Linked DNA regions of Pan troglodytes: region 1 is linked to region 2. Evidence: chromatin contacts called from public capture Hi-C data. All regions are on one chromosome and are shown on one strand. The core of a region is the stretch at or near the end of the contact, and the rest is flanking DNA. Distances in the headings are between cores, read along the strand shown.

The links. Capture Hi-C pulls out chosen DNA fragments and counts their contacts.
Region 1: a contact with region 2 is called in a capture Hi-C map of stem cell-derived neural stem cells, with 5 times the contacts expected there. The contact joins the promoter of ARL4C here to the promoter of LOC112208359 in region 2. A contact is called at or near these places in 1 of 1 datasets of contacts at active chromatin or transcription factors (stem cell-derived excitatory neurons) and 1 of 1 other capture datasets (stem cell-derived neural stem cells).

Annotation. Positions count from the first base shown.
Region 1 is chr13:136,678,543-136,683,821 of NHGRI_mPanTro3-v2.0_pri, reverse strand. It overlaps ARL4C (ADP ribosylation factor like GTPase 4C), which reads left to right and starts at 3,888. Exons shown (of 1, transcript XM_001151934.7): 1 at 3,888-5,279. The coding sequence starts at 3,888. The coding sequence ends at 4,466.
Region 2 is chr13:136,512,778-136,518,430 of NHGRI_mPanTro3-v2.0_pri, reverse strand. It overlaps LOC112208359, which reads right to left and starts at 3,313. Exons shown (of 2, transcript XM_024354753.2): 1 at 2,974-3,313; 2 at 2,477-2,820. The coding sequence starts at 3,313. The coding sequence ends at 2,477.

The DNA.
Region 1 (5,279 bases), core at 2,639-5,138, 160 kb before region 2:
TTCAAGAATAAATGGGATGCTCCCTTTTGCATTTTAGGTTATTAGCCTTACTCAAGCAAAGATAATAATGCCATGATATATTGCTCTAGTCATCGGATTCACTCAAAAGTCATTTTAATTGGTGGCACATTTTATTTCAAAGCCCTTAAAGGGGAAAAAAAGAGAATATTTTAGGATGCAATTTCAAAATTACTGCCAAGTTATTGCCTTCTGTTTGCTTGAAATAATTGAGTTCTTATCTGGATGCAGTCATCTTGATGAAGAATAGAAAGGAGAGGACCTGAAATGTCACTGCTGCTGGAAGAGGAATTCATCTCAGGCAGGACACAAGTACATGCTATTCTTTGAAAAAATGTCTCCTTCTGATTAATTAAAATGAAGTAAGTGCCACAGTGCAGCCAATATTTTCCACTCAGTGGAATTTAGCCATGATGTATGTCCATGAAGAAATAGGCTCAAAGTAGGCCTTACATGTCCGATATGAGTGGTAAACATTACTTTCCTTTTCATAATTCCAGTGTTTTTCAATAAAAACCCACATTTGAAGGAAAGTTACCAGTCGACTTAACCAAATGATATTTTTATGTGTTAGAAGTTAAATTATCAACTGTAAAATTAACTTATCACCTGGTGAGTGAAATTAGCAGGTAGAGTGGTTGCTATTCAATTATGGTGAGTTGCTGTTTAATGGCTGTGTTCTGGAAGGGTCTATTCATGTCTATTAATCTGTTTTTTTCTACTGGACAGCAGACAGCCCTTTATTGCTAAACCCCATCACGGTGGTGCAAAATGTGGAGGCTGCAGTCAAAACCACTGAGGCTCTTGGTAATAATTAGCATAGCACCAAAAAGATACATCGGATACTTTACTAAAACATCTCCTTCCTACCACCTTAAAACTCAAAGCAAGTCTTGACTAGGGGAAAAGGAAGTAACACAAAGGTAATCTGTGGAAGCCGGATGGAGAGGCTTCCAGTCTGACCTGTCTCTTTCCAAATGTCCAGGTCCCAGGCTACTAAACCAAAGGCTCATCTTGGGTTGGGGCTCAGCCTCGGCCCTGTCTGTGGCAGACAAGAAAGAGAAACAAGAAACAGTCTCATGAGAAGCTGGCTATCTGTGGGGCAGGCATTAAAGAGAGTCAAGAAAATCACTCCAAAAACACAAAATCCTGTCTCCCCAGGGTTCCCAATAACGGAAACATCATCATTATGAATTATGCCAACATACGTTGTTTCTGTTGCCTCACTAGAGTTGCTCTTTTGGTGACAGATCCTGGATTCTTCTTGGAGAACCACCCTTCCTGATTTCAACCCCTAGGCCACATCCACTGGTGTGTTCCCTCCTCCTGGACAGCAGTCCTTGATCCAGGGTGCGTGCTCCAGGCTTTGGTTAGAGTTATTGGGAAAGAGTTGTACCTTTTCCTTTCCAGGATCTAAACCAAGGATGTGAGTCCAAGGCTGCCAGAAAGAAAAAGAATCAACACAGGGGAACACGGAGGAGGACTGGAGAGACACCTGCTCTAAAGACTCCTTTTGAGCTCCTGGGTCTAGCCATGCCTGAAGAGGACCTTTATCCTTAACTTTTCAGTGATGTCAGTGAATACATTTCCATTTTTATTTAAAATGAAGTAAGTGGCACAGTGCAGCCAATATCTTCTGTTGAACTCTATCCTTCGCGTGGCTCACTTTATTCCTCATTGAAGGAAACAGCGTGTGGGAAGAGTGGGGTGTGAGGAAGAGGGCAGGCAGGTGCCCAGTTTTGTGCATACAGACCCTTGGTCCTGGGGCAGGCAGTGGGCCTCTAGGTTCTGCCTTAGCCGTCACGTCACGGGCGCCTAGGCCTTGTTACCTCACTGGACAGCATTGGGCGGAATGATAGGCAGGGTCCTTTCCAGCCTGATACTTCGTTTCCAGCCCCAAATCCACTCAGTAGAGTGGATGGTCGCTCCGGCTGCCGCCTTGGGAATTCCAAGGATAGGGGTGGTGGTGGCTTGTCCTTCCTTCTACAGGTGAGGTCTTCTCACATGCTTTGGTACCAACGATATCATATATCTTTTCGTGGTTTGTGAACGGAAGGTGATAAAGTATTTCTCTAAAATTCTAGCTTTTATTCATAAATTCTTAGCATTTTCATTTTCTTCCCCCTTGACTCCGTTTCCATCGTTTCTGTCTCATAAGCTAGAGCTGGGAAGATGCGGTCGCCCATGCTGCGGCCTGCTGTCTCCTGCGGAGCAGCTCTCCCCAGATCTGTGTGTTTGCCATAATATACTCTCACTTTTCTCCGCACCCAGAGAGGATACACATTTGTTACATGTTTACAAACCAGAATAAAACCATTGAACTGAGGTGACAGGAGGTGGAACCCGTGGAATATCAGTGTTTGTAACCCACTGTGCCACCAGCTCCAAGCTGTAGACACATTTTCTTTCAGCCCCCGGGGCTGGTGTTGCCATTTCTGCGGAGTCGTTCACCTGCGGGCAGGTGGTTCTCAGTTCCCAAAGTCGGGGGGGCAAGGGGTGCTCTCCCGAAATGCTGACGCTTCCCCTGGGATGTCAGCAGAGTCGATGCGGACGAAATGAGGCAGCCCAGGCGTGTCTGGGAGGGTGAGCTGTCCGAGTTACTCGGGGCAGGTAGGTCTTCTAATCCCCCATCGCGGCCTAGGTCCGACCCTGCCCCAACCGCCGCCACCGGGCAAGAAAGGCTGGGCCTCCAGGGTGCCCTGGGCACAGGCCTGGGCTCCGGAGGGCGGCGCTGGCCGGGTGCAGCCCCCTGGAACCCAGGCAGGAGGCGAGCCTGGGCGTCACTGGGGGCCGGGGCCGGCGACAGCCGCGGCGCGAGGGTGGGAGGGGACGCGCCCGGCTGGATCCAGAGCGCAGGCTGGCAGCTCACCGAGGCCAGCCCCGTCCCGTCCCTTCTGGGGTTTGGAGGCCCCAGCCTCGCCGCCCTCACTCCCCAGAGCGGCGCTCTCCCAGTCACCCTGGGGGCCGCCCTGCCCCGCCTCGCGCCCACAGAGCTGGGACCCCGGGACCCACGCCCTCAGGCAGGCTGCGTCGCCCACGCCTGCGGCCCGGCGGGGCAGGGCGCGGGCTAGGACCCGGGCGGGGGTTCCGGGAGCCGAGAGCTATTTTTGCAAACGCGTCAGCCGCTGGGGAGGAAGAGCCGGCTCCGCGCCCATTGTGTCTGCGCGGCGCGGCGCGGCGCGGGAGGGGCCGGGGGGCGGCGGGGACGCAGCGAAGCGCGCGAAAACCGCGGGCTGGGCGGGGAGGACCGCGCCTGACCCCCGGCGGCGGGCGGGGCGGGGCCCGGGGCGGGGCAGGGGGCGGGTCCGGGGAGGGGCGCGAGGGGGCGGGTCCGGGAGCCCTCCGGCCGCTGCAGGCTGGCGGCTGCTGCGGCGGCGCGGGGACTGCGGGGACTGTGAGGCGGCCGAGCGGACAGCGACTCCCGGGGAAGCCCGCGCCCCGGGAGCGGGAGCAGGAGCAGGAGCAGCGCCGTCCCAGGCCAGAAGCCAGCGCCGGGCGCCGGGAGAGGGGAGAGCCCGGGCAGCTGCCGGAGCGCGGGGGCGCGGCCCGAGGAAACCACAGAGCGAGCCCAGGCCTGGGGAGGGCGCCGGGCGCGAGCCTCCTGCGCCGAACATCTGAGGCGGCTTCGCGGGAGACAAAGCCGGGCGTAGACGCGATGCCCGCCGATCGCGAGCCCGGCCGGCGAGGGCGCGGGGACTGCGGCGTCTGAGCGCGCCAAGCCGTGCGCCCGCGGGGACGCCGAGCCCCGGGGCCGGTGCGGGCGGCGGCGGGCGGGGCCCAGGTGCGCCCGGCCGCGTCGGGCCCGTGACTGCTCGGGGGGCGGCGCCCTCCCGCCGCAGCCGCAGCGGCCGGCGCCGCAGCCAGGAGCCATGGGCAACATCTCCTCTAACATCTCGGCCTTCCAGTCCCTGCATATCGTCATGTTGGGCTTGGACTCGGCCGGCAAGACCACGGTGCTCTACCGGCTCAAGTTCAACGAGTTCGTGAACACGGTGCCCACCATCGGCTTCAACACCGAGAAGATCAAGCTGAGCAACGGCACGGCCAAGGGCATCAGCTGCCACTTCTGGGACGTGGGCGGCCAGGAGAAGCTGCGGCCGCTGTGGAAGTCCTACAGCCGCTGCACGGACGGCATCATCTACGTGGTGGACTCGGTGGACGTGGACCGGCTGGAGGAGGCCAAGACGGAGCTGCACAAGGTGACCAAGTTCGCCGAGAACCAGGGCACGCCGCTGCTGGTCATCGCCAACAAGCAGGACCTGCCCAAGTCGCTGCCGGTGGCCGAGATCGAGAAGCAGCTGGCGCTGCACGAGCTTATCCCGGCCACCACCTATCACGTCCAGCCGGCGTGCGCCATCATCGGCGAGGGCCTCACCGAGGGCATGGACAAGCTCTATGAGATGATCCTGAAACGCAGGAAGTCCCTCAAGCAGAAGAAGAAGCGGTAATGCGCCCGGAGCGACCGGGGAGCGAGCGAGTGCGTCAAGAAAGAATGGATGGGTGGATGGATGGATGGATGGATGGATGGATGGATGGATGAGCGAGAACCCGCGCCCGCGAACAAAGAGCGAACCAAAGCGATGCTTCGAATTTTTAAAACGGAATCTCTGCACCCAAATGCAGGACTGGTGACTTAAGGAGCTGCGAAGTCTGATTTACCGGCCTGCTCTCGACCTGCCCCCCACCCCCAGCTCAGGGGACCTTTTGTCTGAACGCCAGAGCTACTGACCAGGTCGGGGGGCCGCGGTGGGGAGTGGAAGAGCCGGTCCTGCTGTCCGCCCTCCCAGCCCCAGGTGGAAGGCTCAGTTGTCGGAAAGACAAAAGCGATTTCTTCCCACTCCTGCAGGGCCAGAAGTTCAGGCTGCCCCGCCCCCACTGGGGGATCGCACCTGTGAATTACCTGAGGTATGCATTTCCCAGAACCGTGGGCGTACCCACCTTGGGGGGCATGTTGGTTCTGGGGGGACCACGTCTCCTTGCATTCAGGGGCTGTGAAGCTGAGTAATTTTCGGTCACAGGGCAGGCCCCTGTTGAAATTTCATTTGTCCTGCTCTGGACCCAAAGGTGGTGGTGGTTTGGGTCATCAGAGGACTGCCTGGGACGGCTCAGCGGGCACGGAGCGCTGTGCTGGCCTGGCTGGGGATGGCCGCGGAGGTGCCCTTTTCCTGGTGCTTTGTGGTGGCTGCAGAAGACCAGTTTTGTTGAGAACTGCTTTTCAGCCTGGAATCAGACATCTTCCAGATGGTTTGGACCCTGTCCAT
Region 2 (5,653 bases), core at 2,064-4,563:
ACCATAGGGCCAGAGAGACACGGGACAGTGGCTGTCTGGACAGACAGAGAGACATGAGACAGTGGCCATTGGGAAAGACAAACAGAAACAGGACAGTGGCCATCAGGACAGAGAGGCACGGGACAGAAGCCATCGGGTCAGATAGAGAGACACGGGACAGTGGCCATCGGGACAGACAGAGAGACATGGGGCAGCAGCAGTCCGAACAGAGAGACGCAGGGCACAAAACTGGCCCACTCCCAGCCCAGGATGCTTGACTGTGTACACAGCAATTTCATACCCCACCTCTATGGTCAGTGCTTGGCCAAGACAGTGTGATATCACAGTAAATGAAAGGAGAGGGAACCCGGAGGCATGAGGTTCTGTCTACTGATGACCATCACATGGGGAGGGGGGTGTATTTAAAACCTGAAATAAAATGAGCCGACTCTAAAGAGGTACTCATTCAGTGGAGCGTGGGCTGACGCAGATTTCTATTCAATTGCAATGTCGCAATTGAAGGTGAAGACTGAGCTGCAGACTGGAAGAAGTACATCAAGTTGGCGTCAAAGACCCCAGGCCACACCCTGGCTCTGTCAGTGACTCTCCTAGGAGCTTGGGACAGTCCCCAAACCCAGTGAAGCCCTACAAACTGCATCGTGGAAACTGGGAACCCTAATGCCCATTTCACCACATGACTCAAGATGAAATAAGGGTAAGTGAAGTAGTTGTCACTCAACCTTTTTAAATTAAAAGTTATTTGGAATTAAAGCTAATAAGACTGACTGATGCATTGAATGTGGGGAGGGAGGGAAAGAGGCAAAGGCTACCCAGGGGCCCTGGGCTTGGGTGAAGGGCCGAGAAGCACTGGAACTATTCAATGAACCTGGGGACACAGGAGGGGCAGATTGAGGTGTCCCGTGATTGCACAGGACAAGAGGAGGGTGATTCCTTCAAACTTCACTGCCCAAAGCCGAGGTCAGGTCATTTTGCTGGAGCAGCTCCTATTTCTTCCTGCAGCATTTTTTCTGTCTCTGAGATTTTTCTCTTTGATTCTGTGCACCGCACCCTTACTATGGAACATTCTGGAGGTCATTTCATCTTCAGGACTCCCCATCTTCTTCCCTGAGACTGCACCATAGCCGGCTCCTCCCCTCTGCCCCTCCCCTGTACCTCTCTCTGTCCCTCCCCTGTACTTCTCTCCCTCCCGCAGTGCTGACCTAGGAGGCTCTTGAATCTCCATGGAGGATCTCCATGTCAGAACCAGAGGGTGTGGCCTTGATAGGCAGAAGCAGAGGCTACAAACTCTCCCAGAAGAGGCTGCAGTATAAGGAAAGGCACAGTGTTGGGAAAGTACGAAAAAGTCTCAGAGACCGATTGATTAAACCCCGGGTTAATTTATTTACACTACTCAAACAGACAAAAAGCCTGTCACAGGGTCTAGAATGTCAAGCTGGCTGGTCAACAAGCTGTGTCTTGAGTCTTTCAGAAATGAAGGTGTTATCAGGCTGGGTGCGGTGGCTTATGCCTATAATCCCAGCACTTTGGGAGGCTGAGGTGGCTGGATTACTTGAGGCCAGGAGTTCAAGACCAGTCTGGCCAACGTGGCAAAACCCCATCTCTACTAAAAATACAAAAATTAGCTTGGCGTGGTGGCGCGTGCCTATGGTCCCAGCTACTCGGGAGGCTGAGGCACGAGAATCACTGGAACCCAGGGGGTAGAGGCTGTAGTGAGCCAAGACTGCACTCCAGCCTGGGTGGCAGAGTGAGACTCTATCTCAAAAAAAAAGATTTATCTTTTTTTATCTGTTGTTATCAAGTTGCTCAGGGAGGACAGGACACCTGGTACTGTTGTCCATTTAGACTATGGACCTGACTCTGAGTGATTCGGGCCTTCTCCTGAATCCTGACCTCTGAGCTGATTCTGCCACAAACCTGCAGGGTAAAATGAAATAACAAAACAACAGCAACACACACACACACACATGCACACACACAACAAAATGAAAAACTTGTCTAAGATTTAAGATAAAAAAATATTGTTTAGCCAGGCATGGTGTTGCTCCCTGGGCAACAGAGCGAGACTCCGTCTCAAAAAAAAAAAAAAATTGTCACTCATCAATGTGTGATGACTAAGTAACATTCACACTTAATTTCTGGGCTTGGGTGAAGGGCCAAGAAGCACTGGACCTATTCAATGAACCTTAATTTCTTATTGTGAGTAGGCACCATCTCAGCCTTATGAACAGGCTGCAATTTATCTGATGAAGAGATTATTTCTTAGAAGCATGACTAACTGGTGATTTTGGTATGATCCATGTTTTTTGGGAAAACCAGGGTCAAGAAAATAATTGAATGGTCACACGCAGTGGTCCTAGGCTACTGCCTACACCTGCTATTCCGGGAATTTCATTTGCTCATTGTGAAGTCTCTCTATTTCTTTTTCCTTTTCTTTTTTTTTAAACAACTGGTAATGAATTTATTTAAAATAGTTGACTTAAGCAACTGCAATGGTGACTTCCACCTCAACTCCTGGCTCATTACTGATGGAAGTCATCTGCCTAACAATCTCAGAAGGACTGTGCAAGTCAATGAGTCGCTTGTGGATTCCCATCTGGAAACCATCCCATGTCGTAGAACCTTCACCACAAGGAGTTTTTCTTGTAGTGATTCTCAAAGTCTTGCTAGGCATTCCAACTGGTCCTTTCACTTTGAGCTTTTTTTCCTTTGCTCCTCTGACCAAGTCAGCACACACCTTTTCCAGGGATTTTACATTGCGGCTCGTTAGAGTGATTCGAATTGGGTGAATTACCACCTCCAGCTCCACAGGTGTTTTTCCACCTTAAAAGCCATGGCTGCTGCACAGCTTCCTGGCCAACTTGTTCCTCAGCGAAAGCAAACAGCGGAGAGTCAGGAACAGGAGTGTGTGGATCAGCGACTATTTCAAGAGGGTTGTCTCAGCAGTGGTGGAGAACAATGTAGGCTCAGTGTCACCTACACCTGCCGTCTCCCTGCCTTCCTCCTGGGACCAGTGCTGTGAGCTGTCACTGGGGCAGAGCCTGGAAGCTGCTGTTGTTGCAGGGGGTCCCGGGGTCGGCTGCTCTTTGCCAGTGCCTACAGTGCCTGGGTTGAGGCTGCCAGTGCCTGGGCCTGAGACCTCCTGTAAGGCAATGTCCTCCATCCCTGCAGATGTCACAGACACCAGAGCAGGGCTCTGTGCCTCTGGGCCATGCGGCCACCCCTTAACAGGACAATACCCTGTTGGGGGCTCTGGGGATTTCATGATCAATAAACGCAGTCCCTCCCTTAAGGGCCTAGCAGGATCAATTGGCATAATCTGTGCTTTCACACAAACAGAGGGAGCACCCACCCCAGTTTTGTGGGTTCAAGGATCCCCAGGAGAGAGCCTGAGCTGTGAACATTGGGCTCGAGTTGTCCAGGTGAAAGGTAGAAAGAGGAGCGCCCTGCTGCAGAGACGCAGGTGAGGCCGGTCCCTGTCCTGCACTCACCTCTCCTCACGATGCAGGCCAAGTCTCAGGGGCAGGGCTCTGGCTGAGCTGAGGGGCGGACTGTGCTCAAAACAGCAGTTTCCCTCTGGGCCCTGGACTAAGGGGTACCCCCTGGCTCCCCGGCCTTCCCTGAGGGCCCTCAGTCCGCTGTGCAAACAGCCCCATAGTGCTCTCTGCAGGAGCTCCTGGAATACCAGGTCCACTGCCTTGGGGGTTCCCCGGCTGAATCCAGCCCTCTGCAGGTCCCCAGTGCCCCTCCCTCCAGAGTGCACTTGTTAATATACACAGCACACAGGTAGGAAAGTCCTGTGTAAGGAGTTCTGGCTCGATATTTTTCTTAATGTAGACTTTGCATCTTTATTAAAACATCTTTTATCAACATCTTCCAATTTCACCATTTTCCCCCAGGCTTGCTTTTATGAGAGTAAAATCAGAGACACTCATACCCCGTGGCCTTCCTTGCACACTTGATCTTCTCTGGCAGTGACCGGCATCATCATTGACCCTCTACACATGCCAGGAAATGGGACTGTCCTGGCATCCAGTTTCCACCTCCAAGGATCCTCACGGGCAACACTATTGTGATTTTGGTCCTGATAATTGGTGGGGATGGTCTGTGCATTGCAGGTGTGTTGAACGGCTCCCCTGGCCTCTACCTACCAAGTGCCAGCAGCACTTCTCTCTGGTTGTGACAACCAAAAAGTTCTCCAGAATCTGGAGGGTTCAGTCACCCCCAATTGAGATGCACTGAATGATCTTTATCTTCTAGATCTGTTCACTTTTCTTTAATGCCACCTTCACCACTCCATCAGGTGCCCTCGCTGGCAGCTCCATTTCCAGTCTCATCCCCTCTATATCTCATTTGCTATCCCTTCTGTAGCCATGTTCATTTTTTGTGTTTTTTTTTTTGTTTTTTTTTTGAGATGGAGTCTTGCTCTGTCACCCAGGCTGGAGTGCAGTGGCATGATCTCTGCTCACTGCAACCTCCGCCTCCTGGTTTCAAACCATTCTCCTGCCTCAGCCTCCAGAGTAGCTGGGACTACAGCATGTGCTACCACGCTTGGCTAATTTTTTGTATTTTTAGTAGAGATGGGGTTTCACCGTGTTAGCCAGGATGATCTGTCCATTTTTCTAACCTTGTCCGATCATGTCACCTTTTGCTTAAAATGTTTCAGTAGGTTCTCATTGCCCCTAAGTCAAAGGACCATATCATTTGCATAGACCCAAAACCACACGTGGTGAGACACCACATCCCCCCGGCTTCGTCGTGCCCCCTGCCCTTCATGCTCGTGGTCTTTGAGCATCAGGTGCTCTTGTTCTCAGGCTCTTCCTTCATGTGGAAGGCTCTCCTCTCTCCTGTTTATCATTTAATTTAGTTGACAGGACGGAGAATGTGACTTCATTCCCTACCATCATCCTTATTCCTGCACTCTGCACCCAGGGCCTTTTTTTTTTTTTTTTTTTTTTTCCTTTTTTTGAGACACAGTCTCACTCTGTCACTCAGGCTGGAGTGCAGTGGCATGATCTTGGCTCACTGCAACCTGCACCTCCTAGGTTCAAGCGATTTTTCTGCCTCAGCCTCCCAAGTAGCTGGGATTACAGGCACTGACCACCACACCCAGCAACTTTTTTTTTTTTTTGTATTTTTAGTAGAGATGGGGTTTTACCATGTTGGTCAGGCTAGTCTCAAACTCCCGACCTCAAGCAATCCACCGGCCTTGGCCTCCCAAAGTGCTGGAATGACAGGCGTGAGCCACCACACCAGGCCTGCACCCAGGGCCTTTCTACCCCAGCACCGTTCACATTATTGTGGGTGGAGGGGGAGGCAGAGAGAGAAGGCAGGATTCTCCAGTGAAACATGCTTGGGAGCTGTTGAAGCATCATGCTGTGTGCAATGGCTCATGCCTGTAATCCCAGCTACTCAGGAGGCTGAGGTGGGATCATATGAGCCCAGGAATTCAAGACCAGTCTGGGCAACATAGTGAGTCCCTGTCTATAAAAGAAAAAAAGTTCACCCAGGGTCGTTTCCAAACAAATGGCCTTTGTTTGCAAATCTTCACAGGTTAATTTGGTTTCAGTCCAGATACAAGTTTGGAAGAAGAGAAATGCTAATTTTGTCTGAATTGCTAAGAATGAAGGAGTCTTCAAAGTCACAGACTGATGAA